2 separate regions of the Pan troglodytes genome follow, and region 1 is linked to region 2. Evidence: chromatin contacts called from public HiChIP or PLAC-seq data. All regions are on one chromosome and are shown on one strand. The core of a region is the stretch at or near the end of the contact, and the rest is flanking DNA. Distances in the headings are between cores, read along the strand shown.

Region 1 (5,783 bases), core at 2,904-5,403, 370 kb before region 2:
ACCATGCCGAAACGCACTGTACAACCCTTGCTGACATTAAGGCACCAAAATTACTATAAATGTAATCATTTATCATGACCTACATGGCTAATATGGTCCAAATTACTGTTAAGCCCCCACTTTAAGGCCTATAAATGCCCTTAAGGAGAAATCCACCCGGCGTACTCACTCCTCTTGCTGAGGCACCTCATTGCCCTCTTCCGCAGCATTCTAATAAACTTCCTTTCTTTTCTTTTTTTTTTTTTTTTTTTTGAGATGGAGTTTCACTCTTGTTGCCCAGGCTGGAGTGCAGTGGTATGATCTCAGCTCACCACAACCTCCGTCTCCCAGGTTCAAGCGATTCTCCTGCCTCAGCCTCCCAAGTAGCTGGGAATACAGGCTCCCGACACCATGGCCGGCTAATTTTTTGTATTTTTAGTAGAGATGGGGTTTCGTCATGTTGGCCAGGCTGGTCTTGAACTCCTGCCCTCAGGTGATCCACCTGCCTCAGCATCCCAAAGTGCTGGGATTACAGGCGTGAGCCACTGCGCCCGGCAAACTTTCTTTTTTCTTTTTTTTTTTGAGACAGAGTCTTGCTCTGTCTCAGCTCACTGCAACCTCCGCCTCCCAGGTTCAAGCAATTCTCCTGCCTCAGCCTTCCAAGTAGCTGGGATTACAGCCACGCACCACCACACCTGGCTAAGTTTTATACTTTCAGTAGAGACAGGGTTTCTCCATGTTGGCCAGGCTGGTCTCAAACTCCTGACCTCAGGTGATCCACCCACCTTGGACTTCCAAAGTGCTGAGAGTACAAGCATGAGCCACTATGCCCGGCCAAACTTTCCTTTTTCAAACCTATTGTGGGTAAACTCTTTTTACCAACCCGCAAGTTGACCACCACTCCCAGTGCCGGGGCTCTGACAGCTCGCCTGGCAGGGACTTCTTAAGACAAACTGAAAGCTTGACACATTCAGAACAAAAACGGTGCTGCTTAAAATATTAAATGTCTTGGGTTCCCAACCATTTTCAGACTGACCACAAAATGTGACCTGCGAGTCACTACCTCGGATTGGCAGAGGCCAAGAGAGTGCTCCTGAGGTAGGAGGTGGGACTTAGTTGACCCGGTTGGGGATTGGCTAAAACAGGGTTGGGGCAATAGCAGCTTTCAGTCAGATATGCCCGCCACTGTGCCATGTCAGTTTACCATTGCCATGGCAACACCCAGGAGTTGCCACCCCTTTCCATGGCAATGACCCAATGATGACTACTCCTTCCCTAGAAACTTCTGCATAAACCATCCTTTAATCTGCATGCAATCAAAAGTGCGTATAAATGTGACTGCAAAACTGCCCTGAGCTGCTACTCTCAGCCTACGGGGTGGCCCTGCTCTGCAGGAGCAGTCACAGAGCTCTAACGCCACCTGTTCAATAAAGCTGTTTTCTTCTACCTCTGGCTTGTCTTTGAATTCTTTCCTGGAAAAAGCCAAAACCCTCACTGGCTAAGCTCCACTTTGGGGTCTGCCTGGCCTGCATCATTCCCACTCGCTCACAACTCAAGCTTTCAAGGACATCAAAAGAAAGGAGAATCTCATCCAGTTTCCATTTCACAGACCCACAGCAAAGTTTGTCTAACTAGATGCATCCGATCAGAGCTGCAAAACTGACTAGCCTGCAGGACGGCCCCAACACGGGGCTTACAGGGGTTTTAGGCCTGTGTTCTACCCCATGATACCCCTCTTTATGACAGAAAAACACAGAAAGACAAGAATGAAAGATGACTATCTCTGGGGAAAAAAAAGCAATCAAACAATATGAATACAAAACTAATCACATAAATACATTTCTCTCATTAAAACTTTGAAGAGGAAAACAAGGTAAACAGTGATTTTTACCGTTGGCTTGACAAGATTCCAGAGAGGCCGGGAGCCTGGCTGCTAAGACCTTCTCACCCTTCTTTCTGCCAGCTTGTCGGCTCCTGGGTTCCCCTGACGGAGGCTCCCAGGAGAATGACTTTAGTTATCCTACCGACTGCACCAAAACTGTAGGAGCCTAGAGAAAAACTTTTCTGCACTCTGAGTTCACAGAAAATCAACTGACAAAAGCCAGGTTAGTAAGAAAAAAGGCATAGAGATTTATTCATGCACACAGGGAGAACCAGAGTGATGACCCCAGCCTCCCAATGGGGTTCGGAAGCTTATATACCATCTTGAGGTTACAGAAAGAACATGGGCTCAAAGTATGGCCACAGTTTATGGTGGAAAATCAGGTGACAGTGGCAAGACCGGTTACGGGAGGGAGAGCAGAGGAGGCCTGGCTAGCAAAGGTGGCCTTGTTCTACAGATGAAACCTCACAGGTAGCAGCCCTGAGAGAGAACAGATGGTGAATGTTCCCTTCAGGCCTTTAAAGGCGTCAGACTGTTACTCTTCCCAGATCAGGCAAGGGAGGGCCTCAGAGGAGGCCTGGCCGCATCAGTGTAGATTCTCTCCACAGATGCAAATCTCCCCCACAAAAGACAGCTTTTCAGCTATTCTTCTATTTCCAGTCCTTCTGAGTAACTGTCTTGAACCGTGTCAAGGAAATATATTTGGAGGTGACATATTTTGTTTTCCTTCAAGATCAAAAAGGTTAAGTCCAAGGCTGCCCAACGAGGGAGCGACAACCCAATCACGTTGTCCTCAGATGAGTTTTTCCCCAGCAGCGTAACCCTGCAACAGGCCAGACTGGACCCCAGACACACATTCCACACCACACCACGCCTCCACCACCACACGCACACAACAGACACACCCTAAACACCAGACACACACACACACCTCAACCACCGCAAACACACATACGCGACACCTCTAACACCACACACACCCCCCAACACCACACACATACGTGCCTCAAACACCACACACCCCTCAAGCACCACACACACACCTCAAACACCACACACACCCAACACCACACACATACGTGCCTCAAACACCACACACCCCTCAAGCACCACACACACACCTCAAACACCACACACACCCAACACCACACATACGTGCCTCAAACACCACACACCCCTCAAACACCACACACACCCCTCAAACACCACACACAGCCCTCAACCACACACACCCCTCAAACACCACACACACCCTTCAACCACACACACACCTCAAACACCACACACAAACTTCAAACATCACACACACCTCAACCACATGCACACACATCCCTCAAACACCACACATAAACCTCAAACACACACACCTTAAACACCACACACACACACACACAACCTCTCAAACACTGCACACACCTCAACCACACACACACGTGAAACACCACACATACAGACCTCAAAGACCACACACATCCCCCACACCCCTCACACACACCCCTCAAACACCACACACACACCCCACACACCCCTCAAACACACGCACAACTCGAACGCCACACACACACCTCAACCACACACACACCTCAAACACCAAACACACCCCTCAACCACCCACACACACCCCTCAAACACCACACACACACCCCTCAAACACCACACACACACCCCTCAAACACCACACACACATATCCCTCAAACACTACAAAAAAACACACACACCACCTCAACCACACACACATGCACACACACCTGAAACACCACACACCTGCCTCAAACACTCCACACACACCACACACAGACACGTACACAGCCGCCCGCACCCAGCCACAGCTTACACGCACACAGACACACGTACGCAGGAGAAAGGGTGTCAAAGCTTTTGCTAGTCGTGAAGGAAAAGCCCGCAGTCCATGGGGCTGCACGGTTTTCCCTGCGATTTGCTCATTCACCGGGTGCCCATAACGCTCCGTGCTCAGGTCTCTTACAGGAGGGCCCGAGTCTCCCAGTACCGGAGGTCTGGGGGCGCACGAGCCGCTCCTCCTCTGGAGAAGCTCCGGACCGAGAGGACACCGGACACTGCGCAGCGCCGAGCCCCGCGCGCAGCCCGGGACGCCTCAGCCGGGGCCGACCGCGCAGAGGAAGCTCCCAGAGTCCGTTTCAGGACCGCAGCCAACAGCCTCAGGCGCACACAGCGGCCTCGGAGCGAGCACGCGCAGCAACGCCCCTCGCCCCGGCCCGCCCCTGGCCCCGCCCCGCAAGGGTCACAGGTCACGGGGCGGGGCCGAGGCGGAAGCGTCCGCAGCCCGCTACCGGCTCCTCCTGGGCTCCCTCTAGCGCCTTCCCCCCGGCCCGACTCCGCTGGTCAGCGCCAAGTGACTTACGCCCCCGACCCTGAGCCCGGACCGCTAGGCGAGGAGGATCAGATCTCCGCTCGAGAATCTGAAGGTGCCCTGGTCCTGGAGGAGTTCCGTCCCAGCCCACGGTCTCCCGGTACTGTCGGGCCCCGGTCCTCTGGAGCTTCAGGAGGCGGCCGTCAGGGTCGGGGAGTATTTGGGTCTGGGGTCTCAGGGAAGGGCGGCGCCTGGGTCTGTGGTATCGGAAGGAGCCTGCTGGAGCCAAGTAGCCCTCCCTCTCTTGGGACAGACCCCTCGGTCCCATGTCCATGGGGGCACCGCGGTCCCTCCTCCTGGCCCTGGCTGCTGGCCTGGCCGTTGCCCGTCCGCCCAACATCGTGCTGATCTTTGCTGACGACCTCGGCTATGGGGACCTGGGCTGCTATGGGCACCCCAGCTCTACCACTCCCAACCTGGACCAGCTGGCGGCAGGAGGGCTGCGGTTCACAGACTTCTACGTGCCTGTGTCTCTGTGCACACCCTCTAGGTAAAGAGGGGGCCGCGCCTCTTCCCCGCCCCGACCCTCCATCCCTTTCCTCCCAGTGGATTGCAGGAGGGCGGGAAAAACGTCTGTCTCTCTCTCTAGGGAAGGCCACATTTCTGTCTGTCTCAGGGACTCTGTGACTTGTCCCGCAGGGCCGCCCTCCTGACCGGCCGGCTCCCGGTTCGGATGGGCATGTACCCTGGCGTCCTGGTGCCCAGCTCCCGGGGGGGCCTGCCCCTGGAGGAGGTGACCGTGGCCGAAGTCCTGGCTGCCCGAGGCTACCTCACAGGAATGGCCGGCAAGTGGCACCTTGGGGTGGGGCCTGAGGGGGCCTTCCTGCCCCCCCATCAGGGCTTCCATCGATTTCTAGGCATCCCATACTCCCACGACCAGGTAGGAACCACCCGGGCCCTCAGCCACCCTCCCACCTCCCAAAGTCCCCCAGCCCTTGATGCTCCCGCAGCCCCACCTGCCAGCCCAGCCCTCACGGCAGCTGCCCGCCTCAGGGCCCCTGCCAGAACCTGACCTGCTTCCCGCCGGCCACTCCCTGCGACGGTGGCTGTGACCAGGGCCTGGTCCCCATCCCACTGTTGGCCAACCTGTCCGTGGAGGCGCAGCCCCCCTGGCTGCCCGGACTAGAGGCCCGCTACATGGCTTTTGCCCATGACCTCATGGCCGACGCCCAGCGCCAGGATCGCCCCTTCTTCCTGTACTATGCCTCTCACGTAAGTGATCTTGGCCCAACCCCCTGGCTGCCCATGACCCCTACCCAGTGCTAACTCCAGTCTCTGCCCCCAGCACACCCACTACCCTCAGTTCAGTGGGCAGAGCTTTGCAGAGCGTTCAGGCCGCGGGCCATTTGGGGACTCCCTGATGGAGCTGGATGCAGCTGTGGGGACCCTGATGACAGCCATAGGGGACCTGGGGCTGCTTGAAGAGACGCTGGTCATCTTCACTGCAGACAATGGGTATGCCAGCAGGGCAGCAGGGTGCTCTGGCCCTGTCATAGGCCAGGGCCCTGGGGGCCTTGCAGTTCAGCTGCTTG
Region 2 (5,164 bases), core at 287-2,786:
CCTGAGCATCCCATCTCTCCCAGGCCACAAAGCTGGTGCCCACTTCCCCAGGCCTGTGCCAGTGATCTTCAAACCCCCACGTTAGGGCTTGGCCCCTCCCCTTTTACGGGGTGACCTGCTAATGGCTTAGACTCTAAGCCACTGTGTGTGGATCCTGAAGCCAGACCCTGGGGCAGGGCCTGATGAGGAGGAGTGTTAGGATCTACCCTAGCTCTCTGCACCCTCCAATGCCAGCAGGTCCCTGGGGGGAGGGGGCACGCTGGGCACGTTGAGGCCCCTCTGGCCCCTGTGATGGAGTGGTGAGCGCCAGCCAGTCCCTGGGGGGACGGGGCACATTGGACAAGTTGAGACTCCTCTGGCCCCTGTGGCGGAGTGGTGAGCGCCAGCAGGTCCCTGGGGGGAGGGGGCACGCTGGGCACGTTGAGGCCCCTCTGGCCCCTGTGATGGAGTGGTGAGCACCAGCCAGTCCCTGGGGGGACGGGGCACATTGGACATGTTGAGACCCCTCTGGCCCCTGTGGTGGATTGGTGAGCACAGAGGGCTGGGTTTTATTCTTGATCAAACCTCTAGCCCCTACTACCCTGCTCCAGTGGTATCTTCGTGCCCAGGCTGCCCTCTGCAGGCCACTCGGTGTTTCCAAGGGTGGCGGCTGGAACACAGGCCATGGGCACCTCCAAACCTGTCCCAGGGCAGGGGTTACAGCAGAGAGACCAGTGAGGGGCAGGGCAGGGCAGGCCAGGTGTCCTCGGTGGACATGCCCACAGCTGGCCCAGCCAAAGTGGACCTGATGAGCTGCCAGGACAGATGGGCCTTCTCTGCCCAGCGACCCTCATGCCTCTCCAGGGCATCTGGGCCTGGGGGACGTGACCACCATCAGCTCCGGAGCCATGCTGACTTGTGGCATGGCTGCTGTCCACACTGGGCCCAAAGTGTGGGCCCATAGGTGGCCTGAGGACTGGGGGCCCCAAAATTCTGTGACCCAGCTGGATGTGAACTCCCGCGGGGGCAGGGTGTCCCCTGGGCTCCAGGGGGCCTCAGGTTTCCTCTCGGGCATCTTGCTCCGTGGCTGTGCCCGTGCCTCCTATCTTCCTCACTCCTCTGTTCCCCACCATGCTACCGCAACCCCGGTCCAGTGTCCCCACCTCCACCGACCTTGACTCTGCTCTTGGGCCAGGGGTCTTCTTGGAGCTAGAACCGGACTCACTCCCTCCTTAAACCTCGGGGGCGGTGCTGCGCCTCGATGCAGCCACGACCACCGCCCTGAGCCGGCCGCAGCGCCACCTGTCTCCCCGCGGGCTCCTCCCGCCTCGTGGCCTTTGCCCTGCAGACCCCTCGCTCCCCTCGCCTTTCACCCCAGGTCTTCCTGCGCCCGGGCCGGGTGGGCCTTGGGGCTGCGCTGGACCCTGACCCAGCTGGTGCAGAACGGGGCTCTCATGGGCAGGCTCGGCCACGGGCGTTCGGGTGGGGCTGCGGCGACCACTCGCGTAGGGCCGGGGGACCCCGCCCCTCTTGGAGGGGATCGGGGCGGGGCCAATGGGGAGGCGGAGCCGCAGCGCAGCTCCGAGGGCTGGCGGCTCGGGGCGCCGAGGCTTCCGCGCCCGCTGGTTCCTCGCTCCGGGGCGGAGCTCGCCATAGCGACCGGGAGCAGGGCGCGGGGCGGGACCCAGGTCCGAGGCGAGGAAGCCGGAAGCCAGGCGCGGGGAGCCTCCCCCTTCGACTGCAGCCTCGCTCCGTGCCTTCTGCGCGCCTGGGATCCCGGAGCCTGCCTAGGTTCTGTGCGCTCCCGCCCACGCCGGTGCCCGCCGCCCGCCTGCGCCCCAGGCAGGTCCCAGGCCTCCGGCTGCTCCCGGCCGAAGGTGGGGACGGGCAGTGGCAGGCACCGCTAGCGAGGGCGTTTGGGAACCCAGGGTGACCACGGCGCAGCCATGGGGACCGCGCTTGTGTACCATGAGGACATGACGGCCACCCGGCTGCTCTGGGACGAGTAAGTGGGACCTGGCCGAGGTGGGGTGCGGGGAGGGACCTCTGAACTGAGCTCCTCATCTGCCCCAGCCCCGAGTGCGAGATCGAGCGTCCTGAGCGCCTGACCGCAGCCCTGGATCGCCTGCGGCAGCGCGGCCTGGAACAGAGGTGTCTGCGGTTGTCAGCTCGCGAGGCCTCGGAAGAGGAGCTGGGCCTGGTGCACAGGTCAGGACGGGGGCAGGCCCCACGATGGGGGGGGCGGGCAGCCCAGCTAGAAACCTAAGAACCTGGGCCTACCCCAAGCCTGCCAGCCTCGAATACAGAGCCTCTCCCTATGCACCTCGGGTGGGCTCACAGGCTTGAGGAAGTGACAGGGTGGCCACTCCCACCACGAATCCCAGGTCCCCGCCTCCCGCCCCCCTGCTCCTGCTGGTGACCCTGCCTCTCCTGCCTGCCCATCTGCATGCAGCCCAGAGTATGTATCCCTGGTCAGGGAGACCCAGGTCCTAGGCAAGGAGGAGCTGCAGGCGCTGTCCGGACAGTTCGACGCCATCTACTTCCACCCGGTGCGTGTCCCCGGACACACTCACCTGTGCAGACACACATGCACGTGCCTTTGCGCGTTCACAGCCACGGCCGCCAACCCCAGCCAGTGTCCCCTGGTCCATACACATGACATTGCCCTGCACACCTGCCTGCTGGCACTGCCAGAGCCTGGGGCTGGCCTGTTCTGCTCAGCAGCTGGTGTCTTGCAGCCTGGCACAAGTGTGGGTACGGCCTGCAAAGGGCAGCAGGGGAGGTAGGGGGCTCATCTGCGCCCCTGCGCCCACAGAGTACCTTTCACTGCGCGCGGCTGGCCGCAGGGGCTGGACTGCAGCTGGTGGACGCTGTGCTCACTGGAGCTGTGCAAAATGGGCTTGCCCTGGTGAGGTGAGAGCTGCCCCTTCCCCTGGCTGCTCCTCCGTGGGTGGCCCTGTGAGGGGCCAGGGCGACCCTGACGTGACCCAAATCCTACTCTCACGCCGTAGGCCTCCCGGGCACCACAGCCAGAGGGCGGCTGCCAACGGGTTCTGCGTGTTCAACAACGTGGCCATAGCAGCTGCACATGCCAAGCAGAAACACGGGCTACACAGGTGTGTGCCAGGCTGGCTGCAGGGGGGTGGGCCCAGGCCACACAGCAAGGGGCGGCGCAGGAGGCGAGAGAACCCAGCCAGCACCTTCCCATCCCTGGCCGGGCTCCTGGAGGTGGGAGGCCCTGCCCCTTTGCCACCAGCGCTGTCTGTACCCAGGATCCTCGTCGTGGACTGGGATGTGCACCATGGCCAGGGGATCCAGTATCTCTTTGAGGATGACCCCAGGTGAGCAGGGGTGCGGAAACCACCCTTCCCTGCAGCCCCAGTTTTTGGGTGCACAGCCTGGCCTGGGAGAATCCAGGGGTGAGATACAGACATGTGCTCAGGGGTCAGCGTTCTACAGGGAGCTGTAGAGCTGTTGAGGGTCCTGACCTTTGACCTCTGGCTCTGGCTGGCTGTTGGCAGCGTCCTTTACTTCTCCTGGCACCGCTATGAGCATGGGCGCTTCTGGCCTTTCCTGCGTGAGTCAGATGCAGACGCAGTGGGGCGGGGACAGGGCCTCGGCTTCACTGTCAACCTGCCCTGGAACCAGGTGCCCACCCTCAAGCCCCAGGTCCCCACCCAGCCCCCCTCCCCCTGGGCCCCTCCCCCACCCCACAGTTCACCCTCAAGCCCCAGGTCCCCACCCAGCCCCCTCCCCCTGGGCCCCTCCCCTGCCCCACAGTTCACCCTCAAGCCCCAGGTCCCCACCCAGCCCCCTCCCCCTGGGCCCCTCCCCTGCCCCACAGTTCACCCTCAAGCCCCAGGTCCCCACCCAGCCCCCTCCCCCTGGGCCCCTCCCCTGCCCCACAGTTCACCCTCAAGCCCCAGGTCCCCACCCAGCTCCCTCCCCCTGGGCCCCTCCCCTGCCCCACAGTTCACCCTCAAGCCCCAGGTCCCCACCCAGCCCCCTCCCCCTGGGCCCCTCCCCTGCCCCACAGTTCAGGATGTAGCCTGGGATGTCCTGCCAGGTCGGGATGGGAAACGCTGACTACGTGGCTGCCTTCCTGCACCTGCTGCTTCCACTGGCCTTTGAGGTGACTGCACGGAGGGCTCCCCCAGGGCAGCCGGGTGGGAGGGGGACCTTGTGCCTGGAGTGCGCCAGTGAAGGCAGGAGGAGGGTTATGAGGTGTCCCACTCCTGTGTGGCTGGGGAAGGTGCTCAGGAGGGGATGGGATGGGCCTGGCTCGCCCTCACCCGGGCTCTAGCCCCTCTCTGTCGACCCTCCCCACTCCGGCCTGGCCTGTAGTTTGACCCTGAGCTGGTGCTGGTCTCGGCAGGATTTGACTCAGCCATCGGGGACCCTGAGGTGAGGGCCTTGCCTTGCCAGGGAGGGCTTCTGGGGTCCTGGGGCCCAGGTCCCCCGTCACACATGGCTCTGGTTCCAGGGGCAAATGCAGGCCACGCCAGAGTGCTTCGCCCACCTCACACAGCTGCTGCAGGTGCTGGCCGGCGGCCGGGTCTGCGCCGTGCTGGAGGTGACTGGGGAGGGCACACAGGGAGGGTCTCTGGGCCAGAGGCCTAGGGGTCAGGAGCATGGGAGCCAGGTGCCCATGGGGTATTTGGGAGGGGCGTCCTGCCCGGGATAGAGCCAGGCAGGGGCTCTCCCGGTGACACCCCATCCCAGTGATATCCCTGCCCCAATCATGTCTCCACCCTCCTCCCAGGGCGGCTACCACCTGGAGTCACTGGCGGAGTCAGTGTGCATGACAGTACAGACGCTGCTGGGTGACCCGGCCCCACCCCTGTCAGGGCCAATGGTGCCATGTCAGAGGTGCGAGGGGAGGTAGGGCGGGCAGGGCTGGGGTGTGAGACCAGGTGTCACGACTGTTGTGTCTCCCCCACAGTGCCCTAGAGTCCATCCAGAGTGCCCGTGCTGCCCAGGCCCCGCACTGGAAGAGCCTCCAGCAGCAAGGTCAGTGTGGCCGGGTGCTAGGCTGCAGGATCCCACCTCGGGCTCCCGTGCAGTGGCTATGACTCCGAACTGTCCCTAGATGTGACCGCTGTGCCGATGAGCCCCAGCAGCCACTCCCCAGAGGGGAGGCCTCCACCTCTGCTGCCTGGGGGTCCAGTGTGTAAGGCAGCTGCAT

The links. HiChIP or PLAC-seq counts read pairs in DNA pulled down with a chosen protein or histone mark.
Region 1: a contact with region 2 is called in an H3K4me3 HiChIP or PLAC-seq map of stem cell-derived excitatory neurons, with 2.2 times the contacts expected there. The contact joins the promoter of ARSA here to the promoter of HDAC10 in region 2. A contact is called at or near these places in 1 of 7 Hi-C or Micro-C datasets (stem cell-derived neural progenitor cells) and 1 of 1 datasets of contacts at active chromatin or transcription factors (stem cell-derived excitatory neurons).

The regions. Positions count from the first base shown.
Region 1 is chr23:52,749,361-52,755,143 of NHGRI_mPanTro3-v2.0_pri, reverse strand. ARSA (arylsulfatase A) reads left to right here and starts at 4,153. Exons shown (of 9, transcript NM_001280396.1): 1 at 4,153-4,351; 2 at 4,505-4,741; 3 at 4,891-5,131; 4 at 5,245-5,463; 5 at 5,537-5,706. The coding sequence starts at 4,524.
Region 2 is chr23:52,372,630-52,377,793 of NHGRI_mPanTro3-v2.0_pri, reverse strand. It overlaps HDAC10 (histone deacetylase 10), which reads left to right and starts at 1,536. Exons shown (of 20, transcript XM_515218.9): 1 at 1,536-1,984; 2 at 2,053-2,187; 3 at 2,432-2,528; 4 at 2,795-2,892; 5 at 2,991-3,095; 6 at 3,252-3,320; 7 at 3,501-3,627; 8 at 4,046-4,111; 9 at 4,324-4,383; 10 at 4,463-4,552; 11 at 4,742-4,848; 12 at 4,922-4,989; 13 at 5,069-5,164. The coding sequence starts at 1,926.